2 separate regions of the Mus musculus genome follow, and region 2 is linked to region 1. A link is a contact called in public HiChIP or PLAC-seq data. All regions are on one chromosome and are shown on one strand. Each heading gives the region's core, a stretch centred on a gene start, on an enhancer-like site or on the middle of the called end of the contact. The rest is flanking DNA. Distances are from core to core; before and after follow the strand shown.

Region 1 (6,369 bases), core at 1,872-4,371:
CTTCGGACAAGCCACCGACCTTCACCCAGCTTCTTCCATGGGCCAGTGCAGTGTGGTCCTACGGCCTTTTCAGCACACCACACAGCAGGCTCCAGGATCTGTCTCTGCCCAGGGGAAAATGAGCCTCACAGCTGTCTGCCATACACCAAAACAACAGACCACACTGCAGGAGCACAAGGTCCAAGTCTGTCCCTTACCCATAAGTCCTAGCATCTTCCTCGGTGAGCTAAGAAATCCCAAGTGGCCAGGGCCATGTCCCACAAAGAACTGCTTGCTATTCAAGGGCTGGCAGCCATCCCTGGGTCAGGTGCTCCTAGAGTGAGAAGCAGAGACCTGGTGACAGGGCAGGATGCACAGACAAGGGCAACCATGTGATTCTGCAAATCCTGAAGGGCAGCCTCAGTTCCCAAGGTCTGGCTCCCAGGCCCTGCTGTGATACAACTCTGGATCCTTCCAACTGCCTGGACCTTTCCTTGGCCATCAAGTCTGAGCACACATTTGATTCCCTTGTAGTCCACAAGACTCTGGATTCCTGTTTACTGATGGGGAAAGGAATGTCCAAGGAAACTAGTCTATGCAAATATTAAACTAATCTATGCAAATCCACACTAATTTATGCAAATTCCATTGTAGCTTGAATCAAAGAAAAATTGCCTGCACTTACGAGGACAATTGTTTGTTTTGTTTTTGAGAGAGTATTACTATGTGTGCATATAGGTACCCTACCTGGCCTGAACTTGCAGAGATCCTCCTGCCTCTGTCTACCAAGGGCTGAGATTACCGGGTATGGGCCATCATACCTAACTTTGAGAAGAGTAGCTATACATTCTTTGCATAGATAATTGTAATAATTCAAGAATGAAATACAGGGCTAAATATGTAGCTCTGGTGGGAGAGTATTTGCCCAGCATGCACAAAGCTTTGGTTTCAATCATCAGTCTCTAGTTCTGCATAACAGTCATGGTGACCATGCCTGTAAACCCAGCACTCTGGAGAGGAAGTGATGAGAATCAGGAGCCCAAAGTCATCCTTGGCTACATAGCCAATCAGAGCTAACCTGGACTATCTGAGGCCTTATCTAAACAAATAAATACAATCCAGTCTCCTTACTAGAGCTCCTTCATCCAGGAATCCATACACTGCAGACACACATGGCGTTCTCAGAGAATGAGAATGTCAATGAAAATTATGTCAGGGGCTAGACAGCGCATAGGAACCCATTAGACCCAAGCTTAGTTCCCAACACACAGGCTAGGCAGCTCATAATCTCTTGTAGCTTCAGCTCCATGGGGGACCCAACACCCTCTTCTGTAATCCAAGGGCACCTTTCTGTACTCAGGCTTGTACATATCCAAACATACGTAAAAGTGAAACAAATCTTAAAAAAAAAAAAACCAAAACAAAACGGGCAAGCATTTGCCCTGTGTGGGGTACTGGGAGTCACACAGGGCTGCAGTGGAGTACGCTGGAGGATGTAGGTCATAGTCAATGCGGCACGGAGGTTCACACTGGATAGTCTGAAGGGGTCCTGGGTCTCATCGCCCACCCCGTGGCTCCCAGGTGAGCTGTGCACCCCATCCCATTCATGTGCTGCTCCTAAGAGCCAGTCTGCTCCATCTGCTCTAAACACTGAGCAGACAGGGAACTCTGGGCACAGGGCCTGGGAATGAAGTGTCTCTCAATGGACTGGAAGGGTCTCCCATGTCCAAGTATATTTCATCAAGACATTCTAAGGCCCTTAATATAAACAACACTGGAATTTTTCTTCCTCTACAGCCCAACAGCTGCCCCCCCCCCCAGCCTCAAGTATGATTAGAATGTCTTCCCTGTCCCCAGGGCACACCTGCTTGAAAAGGCTGTCACATGGGCGGCCTCTTATAAACAGTAAGTAGGCTTAGGTTCCTTTCCTGTCTCCCCCCACCCCAGTCCCCCACTCCACCCCCACTGATCTTGCCCACCTTCAGCTGAAGTCCTTTACTGACTGAAGATGCACAGATTTTGTGGCTGTCTCAAGGCAGAGGTTTTGGAAGACACCAAGAACAACCTCCCGTAGCCACTGCTGGCCTCAGGCCTCCTTGATCACCTGCCAGAAACTGTGAGGTCACACCTGACCCCCAGAGAGGCCCACAGGCACCCAAGGGAGAGACTTGGCACTTGAATGTCAGATGGAGATGGTCTGAGCCGGCTGAGGGTTTCATGCTGGCCGGGCTATGGGCATTAATTACTTTGACTCTGTCTGGGAGCCACTATCTCCTGCTCTATGTCCTGATCCTAACCCACAGCTCAAGAGTGAGCCCATGACTTTGTCCCATAATGCCACACCTCCTAAGGGTCCTATCACCCCTCAGTGGTACCCCAGGCTGATAGTCAAGCCTTCAACACATGGGGCTCTAAGGGGCATTCAAGATACAAGGTACATAACACAAGCTCAAAATTTGTTAGTGACTCTCCACGATGCATAAACTGGTTTTCTAAAGAAAAAGTCGATAGGCAAGCCACCATACATTGATAGAACCCTCCTTTTAGACCATTTAATTTCTTAATTGTATATTTGACATTTAAAGACATTTACCATCCCAATATTAACTTCACCTGTTAATTTCTACTCTGTGGCTCCTTGTGGTTCTCCAAACAGGTCCGTGATGGGATCAGGGATGTGGCACATGCCCAATGACTCCTGTGGCCTCCCAGGTACAGACTAAGAAGTGAGTTAAGGTACCCTGGAGGGCACACAAACCCGGTGGAATTCTAGGCCTGGGCTTTTCTATTTCACACTAACCCCCTGAGCTAAGCCGGAATGAGGCCCTCTCAGAGGCCTATTTTCTCATCTGTAAAATGGGCAGGGAACACAGAGAGCCCTGGGGCCTAAGAAAATTCAAAAGGAGCAGGTGATCATCAAAGCTGCAGGGGACTCTGAGCCACACGCTGGTGTGGAGCTGGTGTGGACCGTAGAGGGGGATGACGTAGTGGGAGAGGACAGGACACACCGGACAGACAGAGAGCTCAGGCTCTCCATGACCTCAGGCTCCCTGCTTGTTCTTACCTGCTGGGCTGAGCTCTGAACTGTCTCAGGTTAGAGAGCACGAGTTAGACAGACTCCCTGGTAGACAGACTAGAGGGAGGGGGAGCGCATGGCTAGGTAATAAAGGTGTCGAATTTCAAGAGGAGGGTTCCTCACCTCCCCACTCCAGACTTGAGACAAAAGCCTGGTAGCCTAAAATAAAAGTCCTGGAGGCTTTGGTCTCCCTTCCCTGCTGAAGGTCCACCTCAGCAAATTCAAGGCTAGGTCAGGACAGGTCACATAACAGTTGTGGGCCCACCAACATTCATCATACCTGTCTTCAAACTAACTAACCCTAAATTAGGGGAGAGAAAACTTCAGACAGACAGACAGACAGACAGACACACACACACACACACACACACACACACACACACACACACACACACACAGCCCTAAAGAGACTGATATCCCTTTGCAGGCATAAAGACATGCGGCTTTACAGACAGAGGGCCTTTTCTCTGTGTGCCTGCTGCATGCCTGTGTTTCTAACCTCATAAAACCCTTCCTTCAACTGCTGACTCTCCCTGCTCCTGTTTGCAGTGTTTCTACAATTTCTACAATGTTACCTGTGGTGCTTAAGACTTTTCCCGCCTTTTAACGAACCTATCAAGCAAGACCCCTATCTATCTATCACAGGTACACGGGCTGGTCACACTGGCCTCAAAGATGACTTGAACACTGCCCCCATCACTTTGAGCAGCAATATGCATGGTCATAGGGCAAAAGATTTTCAACTGGAACCAACTGGGGTCAGGAGCAGGCTAAGCTTTTGCACCTTATATAGCAGGTGTTCTAAGTAAACAACAGAAATGGCAGCGCAGCACTTTGGGCATCGAAACGCTGGGCAGCTCTCTATCACAATGACCTCTGAGCCAATCAGGCTATGAATATAAACACTGAGAACATGGGACAGTTGTTTTCCTGGGACAAAAATCACAGGAACTGACCACTATGTATCACAGCCACCAAGTGTTGGGCTTTCTGAGTGCTGTGATGACTGACGGGGAGTCCCTGAACTGCACCCAAAGATATATCATCTCGGGGTAAGCACCCTTTGCCTACCTCAGCACACTGGGTTCTCAGGTAGGAGACACCAAGGCCCACTGGCTCGCCTGAGATGACAGAGTCACCCCAGGGCACCTCCTATTTCCTCTTCCCTAACATCTCGCTGGCCCTGTGCATCTGGCAGAGCGCCAGAAAAAGCAAACCACACAAATACCACCCAGGAAAGTGCTGGGGCCAAAGAGCAGTCGCACCCTTTAGTCTCCTCCAACACAGATCAGAATAGGGCCTGCTCAACCAGCCTCGACCCGAATAACCAAGAGCAGTAAGGCTGAAGAGGGAGAGCAGAAGCAGCCCCCTGCCCCATTTCCTGTTGCACAACCCTCTGGAAACCACTGTGTTCACCCAGAGAGAATCAAGCCACAGCCACCCATAGTAAATTCAGAGCCCTTCCCCCCCCAAGCCCCCAATGCCAGGCCAAAAGAATGTGTGGAATGTGGATGGCTCTCAGCTTGTTTCCACAACCCAAACACATCACCATCCACAGGGCAAGGAACTGCACTTATAAGGAAAAGGCCTGCTGCTGGCCACTTCCTGGGCATTAAACCCCCAGACCTCAGGAGCCTGAACACTGACCCCAGCCAGGGCTGACAGCTCCTGCATACTTTGTGGTATCCCAGGACACCCAGGCACTCTCCCTACCCTAGTGCACATGTGGACTCGAACACAGACAAGACAAAAAAGATCAGCAGAGACGTAGAAACAAATACCAAGGAGCTTTCTTGGCTTCACAGAGGGCACCGTGGATTTAAAGAAAATGCCTGAACAACTCTTGTAGCCAGCAGTGGGCTTTATGAAAGTGCATATATGTTCCAGAATGGAAGATGACATGACCCAGCAGCTGGTCCTCAAATTGCTTTTGCAGCCTCCAGAGCAGGCACTCTGCACTCAGAGGTAGTAGCCAGAAAGACACAAGGTGCCGCCATGTCATGTGTAAATTCCTCCTCCACTGACTTTACTGGGGACAGTGACAGTCCTACCAGCAGTCAGATGGGAAAGATCAGAAACAAATCCAAGAACACAACACCATGTACCCACTAATCCTCTTCAGCCCTTCCTCCCGACACTCCTGGAAAGGGTGTGTGCGTGTGTGTGATCTCGAACCTCAGGGCCAATGGAACCAACTGCTCATCACTGGACTTGAGAAACTCATGTTAAAATAACAGCTCCTTTGTGCAAAGGCAGGACAGGCCACTGGCCCTGCCCCATGCTGTCACCAGAGACAGCAAGCTGCTGGGCTGGTTTGTCCATAGGACATGAATGGGAATTCTCAGAAAATAAACAGGAACGTGGCCATCCCGGAAACACACAGGTGCCAGCCTCAGGCAACTGACCTTTGCCGGCAGGGCTCACTGAACTGGAGAAGATGAAGGGGGGGTGGGTAATAAGGGAGGTGCTGGTGATACCTGTGAAAGGACACATCACCGGAAACTTCTGAAAGTTATTTCCCCTTGCTTCTGTGAATCTCTGTGTGCTGGAAGCCTTCCTCCTCTCTAACCCTGATATGCATTCACTGGCCTGTGCATCTCAGGCACCAAATGCTGCCCTACTGGGTAGAGGTTAAAGGGATCAACCTTATTAAGGGCCTGCTTACCTGCTGGGGGATGTTGGCCTCTTGATGTCAGAGGAAAAACTCCAAGACTCCACCTTCCATCCTCGAGAAGAGGGATGCCCTAGGAGACAGAAAGGGCAAGTGTGAGAAGATTCTGAGAGTCGACTCTGTTGTAAGTCTTTGCAGAGGTGGGGGTAGAGATAGACAGTTAGGCAGCAGATCCGTCACTGCAGGCCTCCCAGGCCTGCGCTGCTGGAAGGACACAGCAACCATCTCTGGGCTACCTCTGCTCCAGCCACTGGTTATTCTGCTCCAGCCACTGGTTATTATAGAGCAGCAGCCAAACCCAGGTAGATTCCAGCCCAATGGAGCAGGTGTGACACACCTCAGGTATCTCTGTGACACAGTGAGACAGCCACAGAATGACCACCAGCAAGGGCAGAGTTGATCACCATACACCATGTAAGATATGGTGGGGCTAAAGGCTTGAGTTCCCGACGCCATCTACCACACGTCAACTTTCAAGAACTGGGGTGCTTGTACGGCTGTGCACATTTATAGGAAAGCTGCTCTGGGCAGCGTAGGAGGAGAAGGGTCCATTCTGAGCACCTCCCTACCTCAAATGCCACTCTACACGTAACAGCTGTCACACACGCAGACCCATATCCGTGCCCCATACCTTCACAAACCA
Region 2 (5,877 bases), core at 129-2,628, 500 kb after region 1:
ACACACACACCTCTTTTCTGAGTTAGCCAGTTCCAGTTCAGAATTTCCTGAGTGACTGAGTTGCTAGTCTGTATAACTGGGAATAGGTGGGTGGCCTTGACCAGTTTGGGCTGTCCCCATGATTTCCTTCTGTCCGGCATGTCGTGGGCATGTGACCCCCTGGCTTCACCTGGCTTGTTAGGCTGTAATTATGACTGAGCATGTGGTAGAGGAACTGCTTCTGGGGTCCATCACATTCCCTTGCTCAGCAGATAGATCCTTCCATGCAACTCTGAAGAAAGAGCAATTTCCTCACTAACATACCTGCACAGTCTCTGTCTGAAGTCAGGGTATTGTGACAAGCTCCTGGGATTTCCTTCACATAAGGCATAAAGTTATCACAGGTTGATAAGGAAAGCCCTGGGCATAGGTATGAAGGCAGAAAAGACAGAAGGACAGATGCTGGAGGCTACAGTCCATCTGGCCTAGGGCATCCATGAAGAATGTAGAAGAATATCTTCCTTCCTGTCCCTCATGTTGGTATTGAACCCTTTCATTTAAGAGGGGGTGGAGGCTAAACTGGGTATGGCAATGCAAACCTCTAATTCCAGCACTGGAAAGTTGAGGCAGTGGGACCACGAGTTCCAGCCTGTTGTGAGATCCTGTCTCAAAACCACAAACAAAACAGAAGCTAAGTGCTCCTGGATTGCTGCTCCTGAGAGTGTTTCGCCCAAGAGAGGGAAGTCCTTTGGGGATGAGGGAAAGGGACAGTGTCCAAGTGACTAAGCTGTCCTGTGGAAACTTCTTATATCCATGCTGCCCCAGATGTGATGCTTGTGGCTTCATCTGAGGACAGGCCCAGGGAGTCATCAACTGTCTCACACACTGTGCCCTGTGCAAACCTAGGACACACTGCTCTCCCTTCCTCCCTCCCTCCCCTAGCCTTATCCAAATTCCATCTCATCAACAGACAGCTGTCTTGAGTCTGTACATAACAATCTAAAAGCAGGAGCTGCTGAGGCAGGTCCTGAGATCTGAAAAAGCTCTCCAGCCATTAGCAGGTAGGTGAGGCAGGAAGCTTCGTTCTCTCAAGGGAAAGCAGGAAGAAATGGTGGTGGAGGAAGATCTGTTGTGTCCGGCCAGCAGCTCACATGTCTGGGTTCTAGTCTGGAAAGGCATCTTGGAAACATGGAAGAGAAGGGGGGAGGGGGGCTAGGCGGCGCGAGAGAAAGATGCAGCTAAGACAGTCATTCTGATCAAAGCTCAATTTTACTATTTCGACACTCAGTTATGAAGGAGGGGAGGGGCCCCGATTCCCGCCAAATCATCTTGGAGTCAGGTTGCAGGTGAACACGTGAATGGCTCCAGAACAGCAAGGCCGGAGGCTCTGCAGTGGGGTGGCAGAACCATAGGACAGCAAGCTCCGCCCCAGTGCTCACTAACTCTGAAACCTGAGCAAACAGGTTTCAGGCTGGGGAGGGGAGGTTACAAAGATCCGTAGTAGCTCCCTGGTAACTCAGCGGGGAGAGCCCGTAATCCCATGCCAGTGGGCCACTCTGGGAAGTGGAACACTTCTTCATGGGAGTGTGATGTCATGGTGACTGAGTGCCTAAGGTTTTGTGCTAATCAAATGTAACCAGCAAAGACAATTGCAGCAATATAACAGAGTTGGTAGGGATGGGTGGATGGTTGTACTTGATAGTTTTGTGTCAACTTGACACAGGCTGGAGTTATCATAGAGAAAGGAGCTTCAGTTGGGGAAATGCCTCCATGAGATCCAACTGTAAGGCATTTTCTCAATTAGTGATCAAGGGGGAAGGGCCCCTGGTGGGTGGGACCATCTCTGGCCTGGTAGTCTTGGGCTCTATAAGAATGCAGGCTGAGCAAGCCAGGGGAAGCAAGCCAGTAAGTAACATCCCTCCATGGCCTCTGCATCAGCTCCTGCTTCCTGACCTGCTTGAGTTCCAGTCCTGACATCCTTTGGTGATCAACAGCAATGTGGGAAGTGTAAGCTGAATAAAACTTTTCCTCCCCAATTTGCTTCTTGGTCATGACATTTTGTGCAGGAATAGAAACCCTGACTAAGACAAATGGTAGAAGGCATTTTTCTTTGTTCTTTTTGTAATTTTCTTTTGATTGCAAAGAGGAATCCTGAGTACCTCTTCGAGTTGGAAAGGGTCACAACCTGGTTAGGGATTACATTCATGAACTTGAAATCTTTCTGGGGTCCGTGTGCACAGAAAACTCTAACTCCACTCCCATCCTCTGTGTCTATGCAGCCTGCTCTTTCCCTGCTGAGAAAGCATTTTCCATATGGGACCTTGAACCTTCTAGAACAGCGGTTCTCACCCTGTGGGTCATGACCCCTTTGGCAAAACTCTCTATCTCCAAAAATATTTACAGTACTCTTTATAACAGCTGCAAAGTTATAGTAATGAAGTAGCGATGAAAATAATTTTTTGGCTGAGGGTCACCACAACATGAGGAGCTGCATTAAGGGGCCACAGCATTGGGAAGGTTGAGAACCACTGTGGTAGAAGTGGTTGGACCTAAAGCAAGAGAACACAAGAGCACATGTATATGAATGTTTTATTCTGAAATGAATGGAGGTATAGTTTTATCTGGTATTTTCCTCCATTGCCATAGTCTGCAGAAGGTTAAACAAATTAAGCATAAACCAAGAGGGGGACATTATAAAATTGTTGTTTTCCAAACATGGCTCATAATCATGCTTTGTGAGTCAAACCCCCACACCCCCACAACTGGACTATTGGGGGTTGACACAGGTTAGTCTGCCATCCATCTCACTTTCTCTGCATCCCTCAGGTTGTTTGGGAGTATTGCAGGTGGATGAGGGCACTCCACCTCTGGCAGACAGACACATCTCATGCTCAGTTCGAGTAATGGAACAAGAAGAGGCTTGTGGTTCAAGATAGGATGGCAAATACATCTCACAGATACCAGGAAACAGTGCAGAGAAAATGGTCTCCCACACTGGGCCAGGGAGATGGCTCAGCTCAGTCAGTGAAGAATGTGATATGCAAGTGTGAAGACCCTAGTCAACACCAGAATCCACAGGAATAAAACCAAAGAGTGACAGACTAGTGTGGTAGCATGCTTGCTTGTGACCTAGGGCTGGGGAAGCAGAGACAGGTGGGTCCCCAAGACTCACTAGCCAGCCAACCTAGCAAAATGGGCAAAGTTTAAGTAAAAGTTGAAGACCCTGCTTCAGAAAACAGTGTGGAAAAGGACTGGAGAGAAGGCTCTGGCAGAAGAGCATAGTTCAGTATCTAGCACCATATCAGGAGGGTCACAACCATCAGTAACTCCAGCTCTAGGGAACCTAATGCCTTTGGCTTCGAAGGGTACCTACACACACACACACACACACACACACACACACACACACATACACACACACTTGAAAATAAAAAATTGGGGGCTGGAGAGATGGCTCAGCAGTTAAGAGCACTGTCTGCTCTTCCAGAGGTCCTGAGCAATCACATGGTGGCTCACAACCATCTGTAATGGGATCTGATGCCCCCTTCTGGTGTGTCTGTACAATGTACTCATGTACATAAAATAATTAAATAATTTTTAAAAAAGATGCTTGCCACACAAGCATAAGAACTTAAGTTAAAAAAAGAAGAAGAGGGGCTGGTGAGATGGCTCAGCAGGTAAGAGCACCCGACTGCTCTTCCAAAGGTCCTTAGTTCAAATCCCAGCAACCACATGGTGGCTCACAACCATCCCTAACAAGATCTGACTCCCTCTTCTGGTGTGTCAGAAGACAGCTACAGTGTACTTACATATAATAAATAAATAAATCTTTAAAAAAAAAAAGAAGAAGAAAAGAAAAAACTTGAGCTGGAGAGGTGGTTCAGCGGTTAAGAGTACTGGTTGTTCTTCCAGAGGACCCGGGTTCAATTCCCAACAACTACATAGCAGCTTACAACTGTCTGAATTTCCAGTTCCAAGGGATCTGACAACCTTGCACAAACATACATGCAGGCAAAACACCAAAGCATATAAAATAAAAATAATCCATTAAAAAAAAAACAAACCAGAAACAGCAAAAGTATCAACATGAAGAGCCCAGGAAGGTCCATACCAGAGGCTGACTTCTCGCCTCTAGGCACACTTACACACTTTCCTGTGCACGTGTTTTCAGGTTCATATGTACATATAAATACACACACAGGTTCACATACACTCACATGGAAACTAGATCTCGTCCTTTATGCCAAACTCTAAACACGAGATATCCTCTCTCTTGCACTGGGCCATGCATTCACTGCTGCCATTATGAAGTTCTACCTTAGGGATTAACAGAGACGAACTTCCCTTCATTCCTGTGTCCTTAAGATGCACATGCTGGCCTGGTGGTACACGCCTTTAATCCCAGCATTGGGGAGGGAGGTGGCTCTTCAGGTTCAAGGGCAGCCTGGTCTACAGATTGAGTTCCAGGACAGCCAAGGCTACATGGAGAAAGTCTGTCTTTAAAAACAAACAAACAAACAGCAAAACAAAAACCAAACCACACGCTGTCGTCTCCGGAGGAGGGCTGTGGGTGCAGCTGAGGAGGCCTTTGGCTCCTGTTTTGGCTCACAGATGCCTCCTGAGCTTGTTGCCCGGCATCTCTTTCCTAACACTTCCTGCTCTCCTAACCTTTTCTCCCATCCAGGCTCTGTGACCTTTGAGTGACTCAGCTACAAGCAGCTTGCATCCAGGTAGGAGAAGCATTCAGTGCCCCAGGAATAGATCTTTACTAGAGAAAACACTCTCAGGAGTAGGTGAGACATATGGTAGGCAGCCAGGACGTCTGAGATCTTATTCATCAGGCCTTTTGGGCTGGAAAAGCTGCTGAAGCTCTGGCTACAGCTTGGATGCTTATAGCCCTGACAACTTGCGGGGTTGGGTTTCCCTTGCCCTCAGCCATCAGACTGGGAAGTGGGACAGGCACAGCACAGCAAAAGAGCATGAGTTCTGACCTTGCTTTTAATTCTGGAACCAGCCAGACAACTTACAGGGCCTAGAGTAGAAAGGGAAACATGGGACCCCCTTCTTAAAGAAATCGTTAAGAATTTCAAAAACAAGGCAGCAGATTCTTTTGGGAGTGTGCCCCCCCCCCCCCCCCCCCCCGTGTGCACACTGGTCACGAGGTGCTTGTGTAGATTCTGTGCGATGACTTTGATTCTCGGAGGCACACCTTGAACAGATCACAGGGCTGTGATTGGCACAGGAGACCGTCTATCTAAGCAGCCACAGGAAGGGGAATCCCAGTATTGATCGCGGTGTGTATCAGGGAAGGAGCAGAGCAGTAGATCATATCCTGGGTTTGGAACAGCTGAAATAAACCAGCAAGAAGTGGAGTTAGAGCTAATGCAAGTTCTGGAGCTAGAAAACAAACAGCAGGAACAGGGCTTGGACATTGGCTTGGTTGGGGTTTTCCTGCAGTGAAGAGACACCATGACTGTCTTAATTAGGGTTTTACTGCTGTAAACAGACACCGTGAACAAGCCAAGTCTTTTAAGAACAACACTGAATTGAGGCTGGCCTACAGATTCGGAGGTTCAGTCCATTATCAAGGTGGGAGCATGGCAGCATCCAGGCAGGCATGGTGCAGGCAGAGCTGAGAGTTCTACATCTTTACCTGAAGGCTGCTAGCAGAATACTTGCCTTCAGGTAGCTAGGATGAGGGTTTTAAAGCCCACACTCACAGTGACACACCTACTCTAACAGGGTCACACCTTCTAATAGTGCTACTCCCTGGGCCGAGCATATTCAAACCATAACAATGACCAAGGCAACTCTAATAAAGGACATTCAATTGGGGCTGGCTTACAGTTTCAGAAGTTAGTCCATTATCATCATGGCAGGATGCACGGCAGCCAGCAG

Evidence for each region. HiChIP or PLAC-seq counts read pairs in DNA pulled down with a chosen protein or histone mark.
Region 2: a contact with region 1 is called in an H3K27ac HiChIP or PLAC-seq map of embryonic stem cells, with 2.8 times the contacts expected there. The contact joins two enhancer-like sites. A contact is called at or near these places in 5 of 115 datasets of contacts at active chromatin or transcription factors (embryonic stem cells, epiblast stem cells, pancreatic cancer cells and 1 more).

Annotation. Positions count from the first base shown.
Region 1 is chr1:89,106,688-89,113,056 of GRCm38.p6, reverse strand. It overlaps Sh3bp4 (SH3-domain binding protein 4), which reads right to left. Exons shown (of 6, transcript NM_133816.3): 2 at 5,721-5,799. Among named protein-coding and RNA genes, the nearest start is that of Gm34331, 6.3 kb to the right of the region's middle. Within about 2 kb of position 3,121, at least 143 of the 459 cell types and tissues checked have an H3K27ac peak or open chromatin away from gene starts, as enhancers often do. A contact at or near this core is called in embryonic stem cells, where this site is marked.
Region 2 is chr1:88,601,347-88,607,223 of GRCm38.p6, reverse strand. No RefSeq gene overlaps it. Among named protein-coding and RNA genes, the nearest start is that of Gm41912, 34 kb to the right of the region's middle. Within about 2 kb of position 1,378, at least 31 of the 459 cell types and tissues checked have an H3K27ac peak or open chromatin away from gene starts, as enhancers often do. A contact at or near this core is called in embryonic stem cells, where this site is marked.